Regions from separate parts of the Mus musculus genome. Here region 2 is linked to region 1. The links are chromatin contacts, called in public Hi-C maps. All regions are on one chromosome and are shown on one strand. The core of a region is the stretch at or near the end of the contact, and the rest is flanking DNA. Distances in the headings are between cores, read along the strand shown. Region 1 overlaps Fam155a (family with sequence similarity 155, member A). Region 2 has its middle 46 kb from the start of Lig4.

The links. A called contact is a pair of places that touch in the nucleus more often than the background predicts.
Region 2: a Hi-C map of cerebral cortex shows a contact between it and region 1, with 8 times the contacts expected there. The contact joins two enhancer-like sites. A contact is called at or near these places in 6 of 484 Hi-C or Micro-C datasets (cerebral cortex, embryonic stem cells, nephron progenitors and 2 more).

The regions. Positions count from the first base shown.
Region 1 is chr8:9,706,111-9,710,626 of GRCm38.p6, forward strand. All of the region lies in intron 1 of Fam155a (family with sequence similarity 155, member A), which reads right to left. Among named protein-coding and RNA genes, the nearest start is that of Fam155a, 63 kb to the right of the region's middle. Within about 2 kb of position 1,506, at least 11 of the 459 cell types and tissues checked have an H3K27ac peak or open chromatin away from gene starts, as enhancers often do. A contact at or near this core is called in cerebral cortex, where this site is marked.
Region 2 is chr8:9,928,481-9,933,089 of GRCm38.p6, forward strand. No RefSeq gene overlaps it. Among named protein-coding and RNA genes, the nearest start is that of Lig4, 46 kb to the right of the region's middle. Within about 2 kb of position 1,726, at least 16 of the 459 cell types and tissues checked have an H3K27ac peak or open chromatin away from gene starts, as enhancers often do. A contact at or near this core is called in cerebral cortex, where this site is marked.

The DNA of each region.
Region 1 (4,516 bases), core at 256-2,755:
TTAATTGCATGGAGAGCTGTTACAGGGATCCTCTCAACTGTAAAACAAAGAGAGCATTTCTTAACAGGAAATAAAAGATTTTGACGCTAGCATACTTTTATAGAAATTTTAAGTCATAGACACGGGCGATACTGTCTATATTGTTTTCTGTTTTTCATACAGATGAGTTCTCACAGAATCAATGGCATGTTTAACACCAGCAGCCAAGGGTTGCCTTGACAGCTAAGTCAGTGAAGTAGTGGCCTTGGAAGCAAGGGTCCAAGCTCCCATGGAATCCACATTAATAAAAGGTCGAATGTGGTGGGATGTGCTCATGACCCAGTGCTGGAAAGCTGGAAACAGATGGGTCCCTGAGGATCACTAACCAGCCAGCCTGGACCCCGGTGAATGCCAGACCAAAGAGAGACCCAGTCTCAAAAGGCAAAGATGGGTAATGACCTGGGAGGGGGGGGGGGGTTATGCTTGTCCTACACACCCGGCTTTTATCCTTCTAAGTGTGGGGGTCTCCGCTGTCAGTCTATTCCTTGGAACTGATCATCAATTGTCTGATGCAGTGATTTTAATTTTGTGTATATGTTTGTCTTTTGCATGGAGAATTGTAATTAATAAATGCATAATACATATATGTTTCCAGTTAAGGGTACTCACCTGTGGTCTCTAGCAGTCAGTACATTTCCATTCCTGGTTGAAGCACAGTTTTTGAAATGAGTAACAACCCTTGTGCTTGTGGATGCATAAAAAGTCATGACCTGCCATAGCAAAGGTTGATATCTGAGTTTCTGTCAACAATGATATTTCTCGCCTGCCCTCTCCTCTCAGCAAATTCCGTTTTCTCTTCATTTTGTCTTAGTTTTGTTCATCTCCTTTTCCCCTACATACACTCAAGAAACAGAGGAGCCATGCCCTTGAAAACATTTGATACAGAGCACCCAGAGAGGGAGGACTTTCACTGTGAAGACTCCTTGCGGTTCTCTTTGTAACCTTTCAAAATAGAATTAGCCGCTGTAAGGGGAACCAGCATCCGGGAACTACAGTATTTGGCTGCTGACCCTTGGAATACAATCCATAGGCCGAGGAGTCTTGGCAATTAAGACGAACATTCTCTCCAAACACTGCAGGACAAAATTCAACGTTGTTTTAGATGGTAAGTAGTAAGGACAGCATAAAGTCTGGCCTTCTGGGCATCTGTTTATGTCAAGAACTTTTCTCATTCAATTTCATAACAACTCTTTCCTCGTCTTGCTGTAGAGGAAAGCAAGGGCTTAGGGAATATAAGTTATTCAAACAACCTGGAAATGGCAGAGTTGGAGGTTCCCCACTGCCCATTTGTCTCTGGACCTCTTTTCCTAAGTGTGGACCCTCTGCCTATAACTTAGTCCAGCCCTGAGGGCGCCTTGCAAACTGACTGTGGCTGGAGACATTGCCTCCTGCAGGCTCCTACACCTTCAGTAGGAAATCAAAGCAGGCAAAGTCACGAGCAGATGAGGAGGTAGAGCCTCAGCCTCCGCACCTTCTGTTCTGCTGACAGCTTCTTTCCTGGGTCTGGCTCCGCAGAGCAGCCCTGCTGTTACTGATGTGGCCGTGACATGGGTAAATGTGTGCAAACGGCTGAGCTCAGTGCCAAGGACACAGTAGACACCAGCAAACTCTAGCTCCCTCGAGCTTCCTGTAACCACCCTGGTCGATAAGTTTTTAAAGGATGAAATGGTGAGCAAAAGCAGCTAGCTCTGCATTTGTCACCTTTTCTAACTGCCCCTACATCAGCATCTCCATCCTATTCAGAGCCTGGCAGTCTGGACTCAGTATTCATGTTTACAAGTGGCTTTAACTTTGTAAGGCTTGTATCTCTGGTAACTCTCATAAGAGGGTCTGTGGACTGATAATGAGAATCCTTTGAAGATAGAATTAACAGGTGTTAAACACATCAGGCCAAAGAGCCACCAATCAGAAGAACGGTTTTAAAAAGTGATTGGGTGAATGAATGGAACAAAAATGGAGAAAGCAGGGTCTAGTTGTGTGCATATCTGCTTCACAGGAGGCAGAAACAACAGCCACGGCGCTGAAGAAGACAGGGGGTCCTCTGGGATTCCATGCACATGTATTTCACAATCAATGAGAATAAAATTTTCCAGGGGGAAAGGTAAATAGAAATTGAGGAAAAGAGAGAATTGTGATCACATTTTAGGAAATTTCTATGTCTCCATCATTTCTTGGAACTTGGCATATAAAGAACAATTGGGGGCTCCCCAGCATGGCTCCTCTGTTTCTTGAGTGTATGCAGGGGGAAAGAAGATGAACAAAATTAAAACAAAATGAAGGGAAAATGGAATTTTTTGAGAGGAGAAGACAGAGGAGAAATGCCATTGTTGACAGAAACTTGGACATCAACCTTCACTATGGCAGGTCATGACTTTCTATGGATCCACAAGCAGGGATGCGCTCTGTGGTAGAGCAGTTCCCTAGCATGTTGTTTGAGACTCCAGGTTCAACCCCCAGCACCACATCCAAAGGAGATAACTACAACTGATATTTGTTTGGTTGCCTGAACTATAAATCTAAGAATTATAAATATAAGAAGGAGGGAGGGAGGGAGGGAAGGAGGGAGGCAGGGAGGGAGGGAGGGAGGGAGAGAGAGAGAGAGAGAGAGAGAGAGAGAGAATGACACATGTACACATGCACACACATATGCACACGTGTGGATGCCAAAGGAAGACATCGCTAGCCTTATTTGAGTGTTCTCCTCCCACCTCATTCAGGGGGCCTTACAACTGCACCCAGAGCTTGGCAACAGGTACAGTCCAGTCAGCCAGCTAGCATTGGGAATCCCAGGATCTCCCTCATGAGCACTGGAATTAAAAGCTGACATTACACCCACTGAGGATTTTCATGAGAGCTGGGGTACAAACTCTGACCCTCACAATTGCATAGAAAATGCTTTCTCTGCATCCCCCCTCAGACCCTCTGAGGGTTAATTCTGGCCTAACTTCTCTGGGCAAAAAGATGAATGACCAAGGAGAGGTTACTACTATTCAAGGTCCTTGGCTTTTAGATATTTTGTTTGAATTACTTTAATATGATTATTACTCTTTGCATTGTTTTCATTAATATGATTTGCATGCTTTCACATTAAAATAATTTCTAAATTGCAGGTAGAGTGACAACCAACTTCACCATCAATAACTGGAGGCAGTGCTTAAAATTGGAATCTCACACTCACGTCTGAAATAATATAGATATTTCACGCAAGGGCATTGATATATAACAGGAGATGGTCCCTGTGGGCAAAGCTTCTTTCTATAGATTATATGTGCTAACTCCAGCTCTGCGCCCATATTTCTGGAACGCCAAGTTTTCAGACTTGTCTTGACCTAGGTCACATACGTCCTGTCAATTAAATGGAGTAAATTTCTTTAAATAATGCTTGGTTTCACTTATACTGATCATACAGATTTTCTACACACTGAAACATTTTTAAAGTGCCTTTACATGGTATAATGCAGGCATATTTGTCAAAAGAACACTAAGAGCTTGCTGCAGCAGTGTGATTTGCTGTCAGAGAAATCGAGACATTCAAAATGAATGAGTGGAATTATTTCATTAAAATACTCTATGCTGCCTCCACAGGTAATTTTCCTTCCTAATCATCCATGCATACAATGATATTTCACCCAGATATTTCAGGACAATGAATTAAGTGTGGGATAACATGATGTCATTTTATTTTAAAATATTTGCAAGAAAGGCTTTGAATAGATGAGCAATTGCTAAAGGTGGGAGATAGAATCACAACCCAGTTAGTTATAGGTGATGATCCGGTCTGCTGCTGTGCACACAGAATTTCAAGGAAATCCAGTTCAAGGAAATAGTAATGAAGCAGATGGTTCTGGTTGGATCTTGGCAGCTGTCAATGGAAAATATGGATCGCTCCATCCATTTCTGACAAGCTTTTCCTAGAAGCTGACGGCAGAAAATTAAAATCCTGTCCAGGGCTAACTAAATATGTGTCCTGCATCGCTTGCATATTATCCCATTGGTGGGAGCAAATTTTAATTTCATATCCTAATTAACATTGATACAGAGCAGTTTCAGAACTGTTTTGTGAGGAGGAATCATGTCTAAGTAGAACATGCTGAGCCTGGCCCTAAGTGTCCGCAGCAGCAGAGTCCTAGCTGCCACCTTCTCTGCCCAGTGCTTTGTACCCTGCTGGATGAGCGACATCTTCCAAAACCCCTCTCTCTCCAAGTGGAGCCACTGTCTGGATTCTATAACTTCCCGGAGTCTGTCTGAAGATTGTTCCCCTGTGATTTTAAGTTGAAATTTATTTTAGAAATTACAAAAAAAAAGTGTACGTGCAGAAAATTATCTCTCACAAAAATACTAGTGAATGAAACAATCTCTAAGGGAAAAAATGTATGTTTTCAGAAGTCCACCAGCTAAATATTTTCTTTCCATAGAAAAAGAAAAACATTTGTGTCAATGCCTAATCAAAACCCTCTGTCTCGGGGCACATTGTTGA
Region 2 (4,609 bases), core at 476-2,975, 220 kb after region 1:
AACGGCGTCCCTCTTTTACTTTCACTTCAGCATTTCAAAAAGTAAGCACCTTAAAAATGCGTCCCCCATGGAAGGATGTAAATGCCACATGGCAGAATGTCATCCTCATTCTGCATAGCCTATGGTTGGATTATTCTGACTCAAATGGAACTTCCCTCAATGTGCTGGAAAGGTATGAAGGCGTAACTTTCAAACAGACCAATGAAGAGAATCTTGTGCAATCAAAAAACACTGATGAGTGAGCATACATTCAGTGCTGCTGTGTAGTCTAGGTGTGTGCATGTGCACACATGAGTGTATGCATGGGTGTGCATATGCATGCGTGTGCACACACATACATGTGCATGTTTGTGTGTGTGTGTGTGTTTATTTAATTCTACTGGAATGGATATTGTGCCTGTATGCAGGTCTGTGCATCTCATAAACGCCTGCTGCTCATGAAGGGTATTCTTCTAGAGTGTGGAATTCTCTGAAACTGGAGATCGTGAGCCATCATGTGGATGCTAGGAATTGATCCAAACTTCCCTGAAAGAGCAACAAGTGCTCCTAACCACTGAGCAATCTCTCTAGCTTCTGGGGCGGTTTTTTTTTTTTTTTTTAATTTGAAATTGTAAGGAGAACGTTCATAGAAAAAAAAAAAAGTAACATTGTACCACCTAAGAAATGATTGTTAAAATAAAAAGGAAAAACAGTCAGTAAACAAATAAAACAAAAATGATTCCCATGTGAAAAAAAAAAGGTTATAAGGGACCTAACACAACATAAAGAAAGGAGTCTAATGAAGGGCAATGGGAATATTGAACAAATCACATAAAACAGAGCATCCCCTGGATCCTCAGTATCCAGCGGATCAGCAGAGGTCCTGGGGCCTGCGAGATGCTCGGCAGGTAAAGAGATGTGCTGCCAAGCCCAGCGCGCGGAGTTACACACACACACACACACACACACACACACACACACACATGCACACGCACACGCACACACACACACACGCGCGCACACACACACACGTACAAAAACATAGATCTCAGCCCTGGTAGTCATCTCCTTTCTGGAGCTATGAAATGGGGGCATTGGAGCCTGGGGAGGCTAAGGAAAGTCTCCAGCTATGTGAAGATGGGTTGGGACAGTCACGGAGCATGGAGAGTAATGCCAGGGACAGCCTGAAACAAACACCAGGTAGGGTGAAGCCCTGGGAATGACACAGCCTGGGTGCACTAGAGCCAGGACCTGAGGCTCCTCCATGCCACACTTCTACCCATCAAATCCAATACTGCCTTCAAGTGAGTCTTCCTTAACTTAAAATACAAAATATTCTAAGGAATGCGCATGAAAGCCGATATTTTCTCAAACCATTTCCTTTTTTTTCTCTCTTTTTTAAAAAAAAATATCTTACAGACTGCTTTAGAGTCATCCACAGACAGCTCCAAATTATGGAAATCCGCAGTTATAAAACAGGAAGAAACTCCTCTACTTATAAATAATTCATGATGGGACTCCACTGCATTATAATCTACCCCGGTATATTTTAAGTGGAAACTGAGTTATAAACGATGTCTATTCTCTTAATGTACTAGCCTTTGACTCTGAGGATCCCACAGTGAGTGAAGTTTTTTTATATGAATTGTCTCCCTCAATCTAGGAAAGCGAACACAGCTGGTGTGGGCCAGGAGGATGCTTTTAGGAGCTGACGTCCATCCTCAGCCAGATGACACTAATACTGGCTGGCTTTGCCGTCTTCCACAGTCATGCCGGTGGCATATGTCCAGGGTACCACTCACTTGTCACCCTGTCTCCTACACTGCAAACCCCACACACTGTCTGGCGACCACACAGGTTCTGCAGCCTCGCTGCCAAGTGAGTTTTGGACTTCTCGGGAGACAGATTGAGCTTAAAAGTGCCCACACGTACTGAAGCTACAACATTTGGGAGGGAATTTAAACACGTGGAGTCTTTGGTTTAACATGAGAAAGTGGGAATAATAAACACCCACATGCTCTAAGTGGTGAACAAGAAGACTCTCTGCATCCGATTACTATTCTATAGCCCTGTCTGAGCCGCATCAGTCCTTCTTTTCCCCTATTCTGCTAATTTATAAGCCTGATCATCTATTTCCCAAGTGTAAAATCTCTCAAGGACTCCTTAAAGAATACAGATTAGTCCTTGGATCAGGGTTTTCAAGCCTGTGCATGCCCTGGCCTAACCCCTGACTCACTTCTGCTCTCTTGGCCATCTAGAAATGTCAGATGCACCCATGGCTACAAAGCACAGATCCCAACTTAAACAGCCCAATATTTCCTAAATACAACTGAACTTCAGTACCCAGGCACTGTTCTCAGAGTGCATACATAGGCTACTTCCTCTGTCCCCTCTGATTGATGTAAATCTTCTCAAAGCCCCAGCTTGGTTTTGCAATTCAGGACTGTCATTTTCAAGAAACACGGAGTCATCCTTTGAAATGTGAGCATCAGGAAAGCAGCCCTGCATCTATCAATGCCTCTTTAACATGCCCTTCTATGTTTACCACAGACCCCCGGAGTATGTTTTAAAAATAAGATACAGAACAGTTTAGTATAATAGTTGCAGAAACACAAAAAACAAAGGCAAAAGATGCAAGATGAATTCATGAGTATTGAGAACTGTATTAGTTTCTTCTGTATCGTTGTGATCAAAACACCAAATGAGAACACTTTATCAAAAAGTGATTTCCGCAGTGTCTCACAAGCAGCTATGGCAGCTTGGACTCATGCACTTGAGCAAAATGCAATGGTGGCATGTGTGCAAAAAAGAAGCAGCCCTCTACCTCATGGAGGACAGAAGGCAGAAAGAGGAAAGATGGGCCATGTGTGAGCTCTGCAATTATCTCTACCAGTCACCTACTTCCTCCAGGTAAGAACTTATATTAGCAAGGATTTTCTAGAGAAACAATTTATAGAGTAGATATATAGATAGATATATAGATAGATAGATAGATAGATACATTAATAATTCGTAGATACATGGCTACCTAGATGATTTAGATTAGATAGAGATAAAGGATTTATTAGAATGGCTTACAGGTTTTGGTCCAGCTAGTCGAACAATGGCTGCCAAACAATGGAAGGACCAAGTATTCAAGGCTGGATGGCTTTCCTGGTTTTTAGTATCCATCAGAATCCCAAAGAAGTAAGCTTTAATGCTAGTGAAGGAATGGAGTTGCTGGCCAGAGTGAGGGCAAACAGGCAAAGAGAAAGAAAGCAGGCTTCTTTCTTTTAATCTCCTTTATATAGGCTTCTAGCAGAAGGTATAGTTCAGATCAAAGATGGATCTTCACAACTCAAAGATGTAGATAAGAAGTGGATCTCCCCACTTCAAATGACTTAATGAAGAAAAAAAATCTCTCACAGGTTCACCCAGCCATTTCGGTTTTAGTTAATTCCAGGTGTAGTCAAGTTGACAACCAAAAACATCCATCATGGGGTCCACCTCCTTAAGCTTCACCATCTCCCTCAATAGTGCCAGCAGCAAAAGGGCAGCTGCCTCACACATGAGCCAGAGTGGGAATTGTAGGCAAACCACAGGCAAAGGTCTGGGGACATGTCACAAGGGAAAAATGTACTTATTCAAACTTCATAGGTCTTGAATCTGGGTGGAATCTTCCAGGAGTCTGATAGTAAATTACCCAGATGTCCCACTAACCACTGCTTGTTTGCAAGTTTTGACTTAGTAAGGGAACTGCCTCTCAAAGTCTGTCTTCAGGAGAAATTAAAGATAAGTATTTTTTCAGTTAAGCATTTTTTTTGATTTTTTTTAAAAATAATTAAAATTCTACCTGAAGATCTTTGTTTCTCCAAAAATTAATCAGGCTTCTGTATGAAAAATTATCTTTTTATTTATGTATTTCCATCCTCAGTCATTTATGCACATCTAGCATGATGCTAAGTATCTATTTTACACTTTATGTTCTATGATTCCAACTGCCCCAGCCTTGGAATTGACTGTCCTTTGTGTTTTCTCCATTGTCCTTTGGATGTGGCCCCGTTGCTGTGGGTCTCTCTGATACCCTCATGCACCATTTTAGTTAGAGTTTTACTGCTGTGAACAGACACCATGACCAAGACATCTCTTATAAAGGACAACATTATATTTAATTGGGGCTGGCTTACAGATTCAGAGGTTCAACCCATTATCATCAAGATGGGAGCATGGCAGTGTCCAGGCAGGCATGGTGTAGGAGAATCTGAGAGTCCTATATCTTGTTCTCAGGGAAAATAGGAGAATACTGATTTCTGGGCAGGTAGGATGCTAAAGCCCATGCCCACAATGACATACCTACTCTGACAAGGCTACACCTCCTAATAGTGCCACTCCCTGGGCCAGCATATTCAAACCACCACATGCACTTACTCTGCTTCTCCAATAGATGCTCCACCTATTTCCTGCACTGATCCTGGAATTGGCCATTTTCCCAGAAGCCCTTAGCTCCTCTTGTTGGCAACAAGAATTGAAACTAGCTATGCTCTGTGGTGCTGGGACACACTAATTCTCTTATGCCCTCTGAGCTGACAGAGCAAAGAAGTATGCAGCTCTAGTGGGGGTGAGATAGTTCTCTCTTTAGCTTGTGAATTGA